Regions from separate parts of the Macaca mulatta genome. Here region 2 is linked to region 1. A link is a contact called in public Hi-C data. All regions are on one chromosome and are shown on one strand. Each heading gives the region's core, a stretch centred on a gene start, on an enhancer-like site or on the middle of the called end of the contact. The rest is flanking DNA. Distances are from core to core; before and after follow the strand shown. Region 1 overlaps EFR3B (EFR3 homolog B). Region 2 has its middle 15 kb from the start of DNAJC27.

Region 1 (6,228 bases), core at 351-2,850:
TGCATATTTGATCTGTAACAAACGGCTTTTTTTACATACATTCTGTGCATTTTCCTGTGTCATTAACTCTTCATAAACATGTCGAATGGTTGCCTGATACACTATCATAAGGCCTTTCTCAACTAGTGACTAGTAGTCATTTAAGTTGTTTCCAAACGTTTTGCTTTTTTTTTTTTTTTTTGAGATGGAGTCTGGCTCTGTCTCAGGCTGGAGTGCAGTGGCGCGATCTCGGCTCACTGCAACCTCTGCCTCTCAGTTTCAATGGATTCTTCTGCCTCGGCCTCCTGAGTAGCTGGGATTACAGGCATGTGCCACCACGCCTGGCTAATTTTTGTATTTCTAGTAGACACAGGGTTTCACCATGTTGATCAGGTTGGTCTCGAACTCCTTACCTCGTGATCCACCCGCCTCGGCCTCCCAAAATGCTAGGATTACAGGCATGAGTCACCGTGCCTGGCCAAACGTTTCACTTTTATAATAATGCTGTGATGGACATCATTGTATAAAATATTTTACTACATTTCAAGTCATTGCCATGACTGGAATCACTGAGTCAAAAGGTAAGAAATAAAAGGCAGCCAGATACAGTGGCTCACACCTGTAACCCCAGCACTTTGGGAGGCCGAGGCCAGTGTATATAGCTTGAGCTCAGGAGTTCGAGACCAGCGTGGGCAACATGGCAAAACCTCATCTCTACAAAAAATTAAAACATTAGGCCGGGCGCGGTGGTTCACACCTGTAATCCCAGCACTTTGGGAGGCTGAGGCGGGTGGATCACCTGAGGTCAGGAGTTCGAGACCAGCCTGGTCAACATGGTGAAACCCCATCTATACTAAAAATACAAAATTGGCCGGGCATGGTGGCAGGCCCCTGTAATCCCATTTACTCGAGAGGTTGAGATGAGAGAATCACTTGAACCCAGGAGGCAGAGGTTGCAGGAGCTGAGATCGTGCCACTGCACTCCTGCCTAGGCGACAGAGTAAGATCCTGTCTCAAAAAAAAAAAAAAAAAGAGGGGAAAAAAAAAAGAAAGAAATTAGCCAGGTGTGGTGGTGTGCACCTGTAGTCACAGATACTTAGGAGGCTGGGGTGGAAGGACAGATTGAGCCTGGGAGGCGAAGGTTGCAGTGAGCTGAGATTATGTGAGATCATGCCACCGCACTCCAGCCTGGATGAAAGAGTGAGACTCTGTCTCAAAAAAAGAAACAAAAGGCTCCCGATTTGCCAAAAAAACTGCCCCACCCCCTGCCCATGCGCAAGCCGCAGGAGAATGCCACTCTCACGGTGCCTGCGGCGGTATTGAGGATCTTATTTTAAACATCTGTTCTAATTTTATGAGTCCAAAAAATCCTCACATTTTGTAGCTATTTCAATTCACATCCTTTTGTGATTTTTGGAGATGAGCAGTTTTTCTCAAGGTTGAGTTGCCAGTTGCATTTTTAACTTCAGTTTTAACTGGGGTTGCCAGGGTGCTACCCTGGGCCTTACCAAGGAACTGTGACTGGAGGTGGCAGGAGCCTACGAACACCAGGATACCCTGGCCCAGAAGCCTTTAGGGCCACTGGCAATGGGCAAGGATTCCCCGGAAGTACCTGGCCACGCTGACCTGACCCTGACCACGTTCAAGACCCTGAGCTGGCAGCTGTCTGGACTTGGGAATGAACGACCAGGAATACTGTCTTGCTGACTTTTCTTGGTTTCAGTTTAAAAAGGCACTCCCCAAAGGACAACATATCCCCGGCGTGCTGGACTCGTTTGTCCCACCCAAGGGGGCCTGGCTGGCAGGAAACAAGGCCTGGTTGGCAGAAAAAATTCTACCCAGGGCTCCCTTATGTGTACATGTGAATTAATTTTTCTTCTTTTCCTACTTTGCACTCTTTCAGTCTCCTCAGAATCCCTTCCACAAATGCACATGATTCATTCTGTGACACCCAGAGCTGACCATGCCTTTCAAAAGAAGTTCAGAAAGATCAGGCCTGGGGGAGGAGGAACTTCTTACTCTTCCTATTTATTTATTTACTTATTTTTCGAGACAGAGTCTCACTCTGTTGCCCAGGCTGGAGTGCAGTGGCGCAATCTCAGCTCACTGCAACTTCCACCTCCCGGATTCAAGCAATTCTTGTGCCTCAGCCACCCGAGTAGCTGGGATGACAGTTGCGTGCCACCATGCCTGGCTAATTTTTTGTATTTTTAATAGAGATGGGGTTTCGCCATGTTGGCCAGGCTGGTCTTGAACTCCTGACCTCAAGTAATCCACCTGCCTCAGTCTCCCAAAGTGCTGGGAATACAGGCATGAGCCACCACACCTGGCCCTTACTACTCCTCTTAATGGGCACAGTGGAGATCTACCCATGACCAAGAGCCCCATGAAGTCTCTGAATCACTTGAACCTGGGAGGCGGAGGTTGCAGTTAGCCAAGACTGCGCCACTGCACTCCAGCCTGGGCAACAGAGTGAAACTCGGTCTTAAAAAAAAAAAAGGAGAAACCACATGTAGGGAGCTGGGTGCTGCCTGTCTGCCCAGCAACATCAGAGCAGACACAGACACTAACAAAAGCAGACACACAATAGCAGGTTGGAAGTTATCTACAGGACCCACCTTTGCTTCTGCTGTGAGCTGAACCACCCACCCTTGCCTTCCCCTACTCACTTAGTCTTGATTTCTAAGTCATCGTGGCTTGAGTGGCACATTTCACTGAATCGGGACACAAAGAAGTCATAGCTCCGGTGATAGGATGGGGTGTCCTCCTCGATGTTGGCAAACTTCACAAACTATCAGGGAGGAAGCAGATAAAAACACGAGAGAGGTGACCCACTGTGCTCCTCACTGCTGGGCATCCCCAGACCCCCTGCCATGGTCAAGCCATGGGAACCACGCATCCTGGAGCCAGCTTGGCCAGCCTCGCAGAGCACGCTGGGGAAATAAGTTCCCAATCCTGCTCACCTCTCCCGTTGCACAACAAAATTGGAAACCTTGGCCCTTCTCAGGCCTACCCTGCTGTGGGAGCAGAGGATGGAAGAGAAGGGAACATGAAGGGGTTCACGGAAGCACCTGCCCTCACCCCTCCATCCAGAACTGTGCAAACACAACGGGGTAGGGAGGCTGTTAGGAATAACACGGAACCTGAGTGAAAGCCAGCGATGAAGCAGCAGCACCACCCTCAATGAATTCGAGGACACAAGAACAAATCTAAAATTTGACTTAAAAATGTAATTACACTTTATTGTTAGAAACTGGAATTTGGTCAGGTACAGTGGCTCATGTCTGTAATCCCAGCACTTTGGGAGGCTGAGGTGGGTGGATCATTTGAGGTCAGGAGTTCAAGACCACCTGGCCAACATGGTGAGACCCTGTCTCTACTAAAAATACAAAATTACCCAGGCACGGTGGCAGGTGCCTGTAGTCCCAGCTACTTTGGGAGGCTGAGGCAAGAGAATCACTTGAACCTGGGAGGTGGAGGTTGTAGTGAGCCGAGATTGCACCACTGCACCCCAGCCTGGGCGATAGAGCGAGACTCCATCTCAGACAAAAACAAACAAAAACAACAATAACAACAAAAATGGAGTCCATTTTTTGAGTTTGCCATTTCAGTTCAGTAGGTCTTGATAGGCATCCTGGGCAGCTAGATTCCTTCTGCACCAGGATGCTGCACATTTGCAATTCTAAATAGGGACTTAATTTCAACTGAGTCCTGCAGAGAAACAACAATCATGAACTAAATGAAGTTAAATTACTAAATATTTAATATGATTCTTATGGGGTTTTTGTTGTTGTTGTTGTTGCTGTTTTTGAGATGGAGTCTTGCTCTGTCGCCAGACTGGAATGCTGTGGCGCGATCTTGGCTCACTACAACCTCTACCTCCCGGGTTCAAGCGATTCTCTTGCCTCAGTCTCCCGGGTAGCTGGGTCTACAGGAGTGCGCCACCACGCCCAGCTAATTTTTGTATTTTTCGTAGAGATGGGGTTTCACCATGTTGGCCAGGATGGTCTCGATCTCTTAACCTCGTGATCTGCCCACCTCAGCCTCCCAAAGTGCTGGGATTACAGGTGTGAGCCACTGTGCCCGGCCAGGGCTTTTTTTTTTTTTTTTTTTTTTTTTTGAGATGAAGTCTTACTCTGTTGCCCAGGCTGGCATGCAATGGCACAATCTCGGCTCACTGCAACTTCCTCCTCTCGGTTTCAAGCGATTCTCCTGCCTCAGCCTCCTAACTAGCTAGGATTACAGGCACCTGCCATCATGCCCAGCTAATTTTTATTTTTTGTAGAGATGGGGTTTCACTATGTTGGTCAGGCTGGTCTTGAACTCCTGCCCTCAGGTGATCCACCCACCTTGGCCTCCCATAGTGCTAGGATTATAGGCATCAGCCATCGCGCCCAGCCTGTATAGGTTGTTTTGTTTACTGTTATTAATCTAGTACCCCCAAACAACTAAAAAGGTTAGATTTACTATACAATATATTCTCCATTATTCTGCCCTGTATTATTATTTAATTTTTATAAACATGTGTTGCATCAAAAAGGATATGGTATTCTTCCCAAAAGTATCTAGTTAGTGGACTCTCATAATATTTAGTATTGTCAATTTGTATCTGTATTTAACGACTTAAAAGTTGTCAATAACTTTTTCTGAATGAAAATTAGCAGCTTCCACAAACATCATTAATTATTGTAGTGTTTTATTCTTACAATAATAAATAAAACAGCTATTTTCTGTTGACTGAGAGAATCCCAACATATAAGCAAATAAGGAGATCCTTCCTTCCAAGCTACATCTAAAATGGATTCATATATTTGGGAGAGAATATTCTGATATCAGCAATAAATCTAAGTGACATTGCTGGCATGCCTGATGTGGTGATGCAGAAGAGACACAATGGTGGATCCAATGGTAATCCATGCGATCAGAAGATCATCGATTACGTGCAAATTCAGGAGAGTTCCAGAAAGAAGGCTGAAGTCGGCCTTCGGCTGCCTGGCCTTCATAAGCCCCCAAGGCTGGAACACAGACTTGAGGTGCTGAAGCCATGAACCAGGTTTGGCCGAAGTTAAGGTTGGGTGCATCACTGCCCTTAGCCACCGACACAGGCAAAGTCTGGTCCAGTCAGGATGTCTGTCCACTCAGAGGAGACACACAGCTGTAGCAGGTTCTAAATGCAGATCTAGCTCTTAACTGGAGGTGTGGATTTTGAATGAGACATTTAACTTCTTTTTATGTTTTGGTTTTCCCATGTGCAAAGTAAGCAGCCCGGTTGTCACTAAGGTTCTTTTAAAGTTTCAAAAATCTGTACTATGTCTACTTCGAATATGATGAGGCAGATTAAGACTCCCCGTGTGTGTAAGAGTGCCTGCATTTTAGAATAAAAGAAACAGTGAAAAAAAGAAGCCAATAACAAAGAGAAAGAAACAAACACAGACTTTGTCCCCAGGATGTAGTGACTGTGTAGACTCAGATGTACCTCAGGAGAATGAATGGCCAAACTTTATGTTCACTGGTTTGGGAGTTTGTGAGCTAATGGCTATGAACATTTTAGAAGCAATTTTTTTTTTTTTTTTTTTTTTTTTTTGAGACAGGGTCTCGCTCTGTTACCCAGGCTGGAGTGCAGTGGTGTGATCTTGGCTCACTGCAACCTCTGCCTCCTGGGTTCAAGTGGTTCTCCCCACTCAGCCTCCCTAATAGCTGGGACTACAGCCACGATGCCTGACTAATTTTGTATTTTTAGTAGAGACGGGGTTTTGCCATGCTGGCCAGGCTGGTCTTGAACTCCTGACCTCAAGTGATCCTCTTGCCTTGGCCTCCCAAAGTGCTGGGATTACAGTCGTGAGCCACCCCGCCTGGCCTAGAAGCTTATATAATGTCTGGTACTACCCTAAGACTTGTACACACGTCATCTCTTTTATTTCTTAAAATGATTCTAAGTTAGAGTGGTTTCTATTCTCATTTTATAGACAAAGAGACTGACATCCACAACAGTTAGGCAACTTGCCCAAGGCCCTGCAGGAGGTGCCCGGTCCCCCACATCCTGCTGCCTGTCTCCAGCAGGACTTCCTCACTGAAAACGTTGGCTTTTTGGTTGTTTTGTTTTATTTTTATTTTTCAGCTTTATTTAGGTATAATGGACAAATAGAAATCATATCTATATATTTAAGGTGTACAACTTGATGTTTTAGTTATTTATTCACTCATTTATAGAGACAGAGTCTTACTCTGTCACCCAGGCTGGAGTGCAGT
Region 2 (6,631 bases), core at 3,432-5,931, 150 kb after region 1:
TTCAAAACATAATCATGCCTTACCAACAGTCCCCAAAAGTCTTAACTCATTCCAGCATACACCCAAAAGTCTAAGTCCCAAGTCTCATTTGAGACAAGGCAAGTCCCTTTTGCCTATGAGCCTGTAAAATAAAAAAACAAGTTAGTTACTTCCTAGATACAATGGGGGTACAGGCACTGGGTAAATACACCCATTCCAAACGGGAGAAATTGGCCAAAACAAAGGGACTACAGGCCCCATGCAAGTCCACAAACCAATAAGGGCAGTCATTAAACCTTAAAGTTCCAAAATGATCTCCTGTGACTCCATGTCTCACATCCAAGTCAGGCTGATGCAAGAGGTGGGCTCCCATGGCCTTGGGAAGCTCTGACACTGTGACTTTGCAGGGTACAGCCCCCTTCCCAGCTGCTTTCACAGGCTAGCAGTGAGTGTCTGCAGCTTTTTCAGGTGCATGGTGCAAGCCTTGGTGGATCTACCATTCTGGGGTCTGGAGGACAGTAGCCCTCTTCTCACAGCTCCACTAGGCAATGCCCTGGTGGGGACTCTGTGTGGGGTCTCCAACCCCAGATTTCCCTTCTGCACTGCCCTAGCAGAGGTTCTCCATGGGGGCTCCATCCCTGCAGCAAACTTCTGCCTGGACATCCAGGCCTTTCCATACATCCTCTGAAATCTAGGCGGAGGTTCCCAAACCTCAATTCTTGACTTCTGTGCACCCACAGGCCCAACACCATGTGGAAGCCACAGGGCTTGGGGATTGCACCCTCTAAACCAATGTTTAGAAACTGAGCTGTACATTAGCTCCTTTTATCCATGGCTAGGACATAGGGCACTAAGTCTGGAGACTGCACAAAGCAGCAAAGCCCCAGGCCTGGCCCATAAAACCATTTTTTCCCTCCTAAACCTTCAGATCTGTGATGGGAGGAGCTGCCATGAAGACCTCTGACATGTCCTGGAGACATTTTCTCCACTATCTTGGTGATTAACATTTGGCTCTTCATTATTGCAACTGGTCATGTGGGCATAGCTGGTATTGATAACTACCTTCTTCTACTACCCCTTCTCTATTACCTTTGCCTTCAGCAAGCACCTCAGGCGGTCATGGTTTTTTACCTGATGGAGTGACTCAAACTTTCATTCCTGAAGGGTCTGGGCCATTTGTAGTCCCGCCTGGATTGGGTTGTTGTAGTTTCTGATTGACCTTAATCATAGGGCATGGTAATACTAAGAGACACCCTAAGGGATCTCCTGTATTCCATGCATACTCTTCCTTACTTCCATTGTGGAGTAGCAGACTGATTTCATCTTGATAGTTTGGGTCAATCACCTTAGCCAGCACTGTAACTCCCTTCTTAGCCTGTTAAGAGGCAGGAGGAGCCCAAAGTGGCCAGTGGCAATCTTAACTTCCAGTTTAATGGAATAATTGCTGTGTCTCCTGGTGGCAGCATTCCTCCCACTGGAACTAAGACCTCTAGGCCAGCAGAACGTAATATAGCTGCAACAGGAAGCAAAAATTTTGCTAGTAGGTCACTAGGGGTGATGGTGAGTGGTGCCACTTCCACTTCCACCCCTTGATTCCTGGACCCACGAATCCTGGCTATGGGAAAAACAGTACCACATATTGGAAGCTGATTTGGGACGTATACAGCCTTCTGGGGAACTTTGCCCCAGCCCTGCAAAGTATTGTCACGTAGTTGGCGTTGTAATTGTGACTTCAAAAGGCTACTCCACTGCTCTATTAATCCAGCTACTTCAGGATGATGGGTAACATGGTAAGATCACCAAATTCCATTAGCATGAGCCCACCGCTGCATTTCTTCAATCATAAAGTGCCTTGGTCAGAGGCAGGGCTGTGTGGAATACCATGACGGTGGATAAGGCATTCCATGAGTCCACAGGTGGTAGTCTATGCTCTTATGCACAGAGTCTATAACATTCACCATGGATACTCAAATGATCCACCAATCAGTCCAGTGTGCTTGCTATTTCTTGCTCACTGGATCCAATCAGCACAATGTCATCAATGTAATGGACCAGTGTGATATCTTGCAGAAGGGGAAAATGATCAGGATCTTGTGATAACTCACTATCACGAGAACAACATGGGGAAAACCGCCCCCATGATTCAATTACCTCCCACCGAGTCCCTCCCACAACACATGGGGATTATGGGGATTACAATTCAAGATAAGATTTGGATGGGGACACAGCCAAACCATATCAATATCCAAAATTACAACATGTTCAAAACAGATCTTGTTTTAATAGCTCTCCTTTGGGGTCTCCTTATTTCTGTCAGAGTGACTGTCATCATTTCAGCCACTCAGGTTCCAGAACTTGGGGTCAGCCTTCACTCCACTTTCTCAGTTTGCTCCACACCTAGCAGTCACCAAGAAGCTGTTCCTATTGTAGTTTTTTCATCTCTCCCTTGCTGTCCATTCCTATTGCCATTGTCATCTAGGTATTTATTACCACATGCCTAGGAACTACTGGGCTTCTAATGGCTAACCATAATCTACTTCTTTCTATTCCATTTTTTCTTTTGTTTTGTTTCCTTTTTTTTTTTTTTTTTTTTAGACAGGGTCTCACTCTGGCAGCCAGGGTGGAGTGCGGTAGTGTGATCTCAGTTCACTGCAGCCTCAACCTTCCTGGCTCAAGCGATCCTCCCACCTCAGCCTCCTCAGTGGCTGAGATTACACATGTGTTCCACCATCCCGGGCTTTTTTTTTTTTTGAGACAAAGTCTCCCTCTGTTGCTCAGGCTGGAGTGCAGTGGTGCGATCTCGGCTCTTTGCAACATCCACCTCCCAGGTTCAAGCTATTCTCATGCCTCAGCCTCCTGAGTAGCTGGGATTACAGGCATGCACAAGTGGATAGGGTGGCTTGTTCTGCCCCACCACCATACCTGGCTACTTTTTGTATTTATTTTTTTAGTAGAGACGGTTTTGTCATTTGGGCCAGGCCAGTCTCAAACTCCTGACTTCAAGTGATCCACCCACCTCAGCATCCCAAAGTGCTGGGATTACAGGTGTGAGCCATCATGCCTAGGCTAATTTTTTTATTTTTTTGTAGAGATGGGGTCTCCCTGTGTTGCCCAAGCTGATCTTGAATTCCTGGGCTCAAGTGATCCTCCTACCTCAGCCTTCCAAAGTTCCAGGATTACAGGTATGAGCCACCACACCTGGCCTTTTTTTAATTTTTATTTTTTTAAGAGACAGGGTCTCTCTATCTTACCCAAGCTGGTCCTGAACTCCTAGTCTCAAGCGATCCTGCCTCAGCCTTCTAAAAATGCTGGGATTACAGATGTGAGCCACCTCACCTGACCTACTTCTGTGTATTATTGATACCACTCCTAAATTAGTATTTTTAAATGATGTTTTGTGCATGTTAATTGACTCTCCAAAATGTCTGTCAGTTGCCAAAGAACTGACAGTCACATGCACTGACCAGAACAAGTTGCACTCCTTAGCCTGACAATGTACTGCTTTATCAGAAGACCTGGCTTTCAGCCATCCGTTTCTTCAACAAATGCTAGCTAAGTTTCCATTCTGTACCAAGCTTTGTCCTAAGTGTTGGGAATATAAGTGAACTACAGAGACAGTCATTGCTCTCAGTGAACTTGCTGCCTGGTGGGGAAGACAGCCAATTAGATGAACAATTACAGTTCAGGGTGACAAGTGTTGTCATAGAGTCACTGCATGGGGGTTGTACAAGCTCGAGGCAGAGCCAAACTTGGGGTGCGTGGATACAAAACAAGTGTCAGAGAAGGCTTTCCCGGCTAAGGAACGTTCAACCTCGTTTCCCACTATTTCCCTTTTGCAACTTTCTGTTCCATTATTCATTATTCTTTCTGTATCTTATCTTTCCCTCAATGTCTATGTTAAGTTTCTTCTCGGATCTCATGCTCATGGTGGTCATCTTCTTAGCTCTGATAGCATTACTAATTGGTGCAGGGGCTATGCTAATTTGAATTTATGTATGTGTGTATACACATGTACATACACACCCATTAATTTGAATCATACAAAAAGTATAGAATATTTAACCATTTTTAGCCCACAAAAATGGCAATGCCATATGGTTCAACCATATGACTTGGAAACTTTCCCTAGAGCTATCCCTATATAAATCCACATACAAACTTACAGTTTAGCTTGAAGACATAAACTTATAAGCAGCCCTACGAATGCTCTGTCATATTTCCTACAGAGTCAAAAAAGTGTAAATTCTCATTTACATATTTTATATCTGATCACATATACACATATAAACCCACAAAACGACAAATTCATTCACAAACGTCCTCATATAGCACACATTCAATATGCACACACAAAGCCAACAGATGCAGTAGATGCTAATGCACACACTCTCTCACACACAGTCATTATAACCAACACATGAGTATACCCAGAGACCCCACACATATGCTTGCATATGCACATTTGTACCCAGATATATCCAGAATAATTCCCAAACTTAACAAAGCCAGGCACGTGGGCACCCTTGGGAGAATTTCACCCACTCACTTCTACCCTGTGTTTTTGCAGACCTAAAAAATCAGATAACAAGGTGATACAACTCTGTTTAAAATAGGGATTCATAAGCTTGGAGCAAGGATACGGAGAACACTACAGTGAGTAAAGAGCTTATGCTCTTACGCACGGAGTCTGTAACATTCACCATGGATACTAAAAGGCCTTTTTGGGCTTATGCCCTCAGTAAGGTTAATGAGGCATTAGTGTCTCCTGATCCAAGGAAGGCCTTTTTTGTTTGTTTGTTTTCAGTCCCTGCCAGGCCAGCTTTCGCGCTGGGTTGGGGAATGTGAAAGCCAGGGACGGAGAAGGTGGGCTGGAAGCAGTTATGGGTGTAAATTATGACAAGCAGCAGCCAGAGTTGTCCTAGGTGGACAGTCATGGTGGCAGGGAACTGGCTATAGCCGACTGAGATCTGAGAGTAGAGGAAGGGAAGACTCGTGAGGGGTGCGGGAGCGGGGGTCTGTTCCTCTGTCGCATGCGCGAAGCTTCACGGATCCAGTTTCCCTTTGGCTTGTTTCCCCACCATGCTGTCTCCGTCTGGTTTCCATGGACACCAAGAGCTATCACAGGCACAGCACAAGAAACCCTGAGCAGAGAAAACATCAGGCTGGGGCTGCGTATTTAGCTCCTAGGCCCTGTGAAAATTAGGAAGGAACTGTTTCTATAAACTTTTTTGAAGTGTGACATACTATAGAAGAGCATTATACAGATCATTAATGTGCAGCCCTCTGAATTCTCATGAAGTGAATACGCCTATGTAACCCCCACTCAGATCAAGATCTAGAACATGACCTGCACCCAGACACCCTCCTTATAGCCCTCTTCCATCATTATCCCCGAATATAACCAGAATCCTGACTCCTTGCTCATTGATTAGTTTGATCTGGTTTGAACTTTATATGATTGGAATCATACAGTAATACTCTTTTGTGCCTAGCTTCTTTAACTCATCATTACATCTGTGAGATTCATAGCAGTAGCATAGCATTGTATAGCATATTTAGTATTCTACTGGACGAATATACCACTATTTATCCACTCCTCCACTGCCGGATAAATGAGTTGTTTCCAGTTTTTTACCATTACTAATAGTAGTGCTACAAATATTCTGGTGCAAAGTGTATATATCTGATAAAGAATATAGATAAAGAATATATATGTAGAATACATAAAGATTTTTACAAATCAATAAGAAAAAATAAGCAACTCAATAAAACATTAGATAATTGAACAGGTACTTTTTTTTTTTTTTTTTTTTTGAGACAGGGTCTGTCTCTGTCACCCAGGCTGGGGTGCAGTGGTGGAATCACGGCTCATTGCAGCCTCAACCTCCTGGGCTCAGGTGATCCTCCCGCCTCAGCCTCCCAAGTAGCTGGGCTCACGGGCCCGCGCCACCATGTCCAGCTAATTTTTGTAGAGACAGGGTCTCCCTAATGTTGCCCAGGCTGGTCTTGAACTCCTGGGCTCAAGTGATCCTGCCCGTCTTGGCCTCCCAAAGTGCTGGGATTACAGGTTTGAGCTATTGTGCCAGGCAACAGGTAATTCATATAAGAAGAAACGACCTTTAAAAATACGAAAAGGCACTCAACCTCATTAGTCACCAGGAAAATGCAAATTAAAACTACAATTAGATACTACTACAAATGTCTAAGGAAGGCTAAAATTAAAAGACTAGCAAAATTGAGGGGCCAATGAAAATTTGGAACAGCTGGAACTCTCATTCACTGTTGGTGGGAGTGTAAATTGACAGCCACTTTGGAACACTGTTTGGCAGTACCAACCAAAGCTGAACAGACGTACTCTATGACAAAGCAATTCAACTCCTAGGTATATACCTCTTAGAAATGTGAGTACTATATAAGTAATGCTGATGGACTTTTACTGCAAAATGTTAAAATTGAGTTAAGCTGCCAATATGCATAATCAATCAGCAGCAGACTGATCATTTAAAATATTCTTTCAGGGCCTGGCATGGTGGCTCATGCCTGTAATCCCAGCACTTTGGGAGGCCAAGGCAGGTGGATCACCAGAGGTCAGGAGTTCCAACACGGGCCTGGCCAACATAGTGAAACCCAGTCTCTATTAAAAATTTAAAAA

The links. Hi-C and Micro-C count contacts between places; a contact is called where the count stands out from the background.
Region 2: a contact with region 1 is called in a Hi-C map of fibroblasts, with 2.8 times the contacts expected there. The contact joins two enhancer-like sites. A contact is called at or near these places in 4 of 14 Hi-C or Micro-C datasets (fetal cortex germinal zone, fetal cortical plate, fibroblasts and 1 more).

What each region holds. Positions count from the first base shown.
Region 1 is chr13:99,885,146-99,891,373 of T2T-MMU8v2.0, forward strand. It overlaps EFR3B (EFR3 homolog B), which reads right to left. Exons shown (of 23, transcript XR_013402981.1): 4 at 2,649-2,770. Among named protein-coding and RNA genes, the nearest start is that of POMC, 45 kb to the left of the region's middle. Within about 2 kb of position 1,601, at least 2 of the 40 cell types and tissues checked have an H3K27ac peak or open chromatin away from gene starts, as enhancers often do.
Region 2 is chr13:100,028,605-100,035,235 of T2T-MMU8v2.0, forward strand. No RefSeq gene overlaps it. Among named protein-coding and RNA genes, the nearest start is that of DNAJC27, 15 kb to the right of the region's middle. Within about 2 kb of position 4,682, at least 14 of the 40 cell types and tissues checked have an H3K27ac peak or open chromatin away from gene starts, as enhancers often do.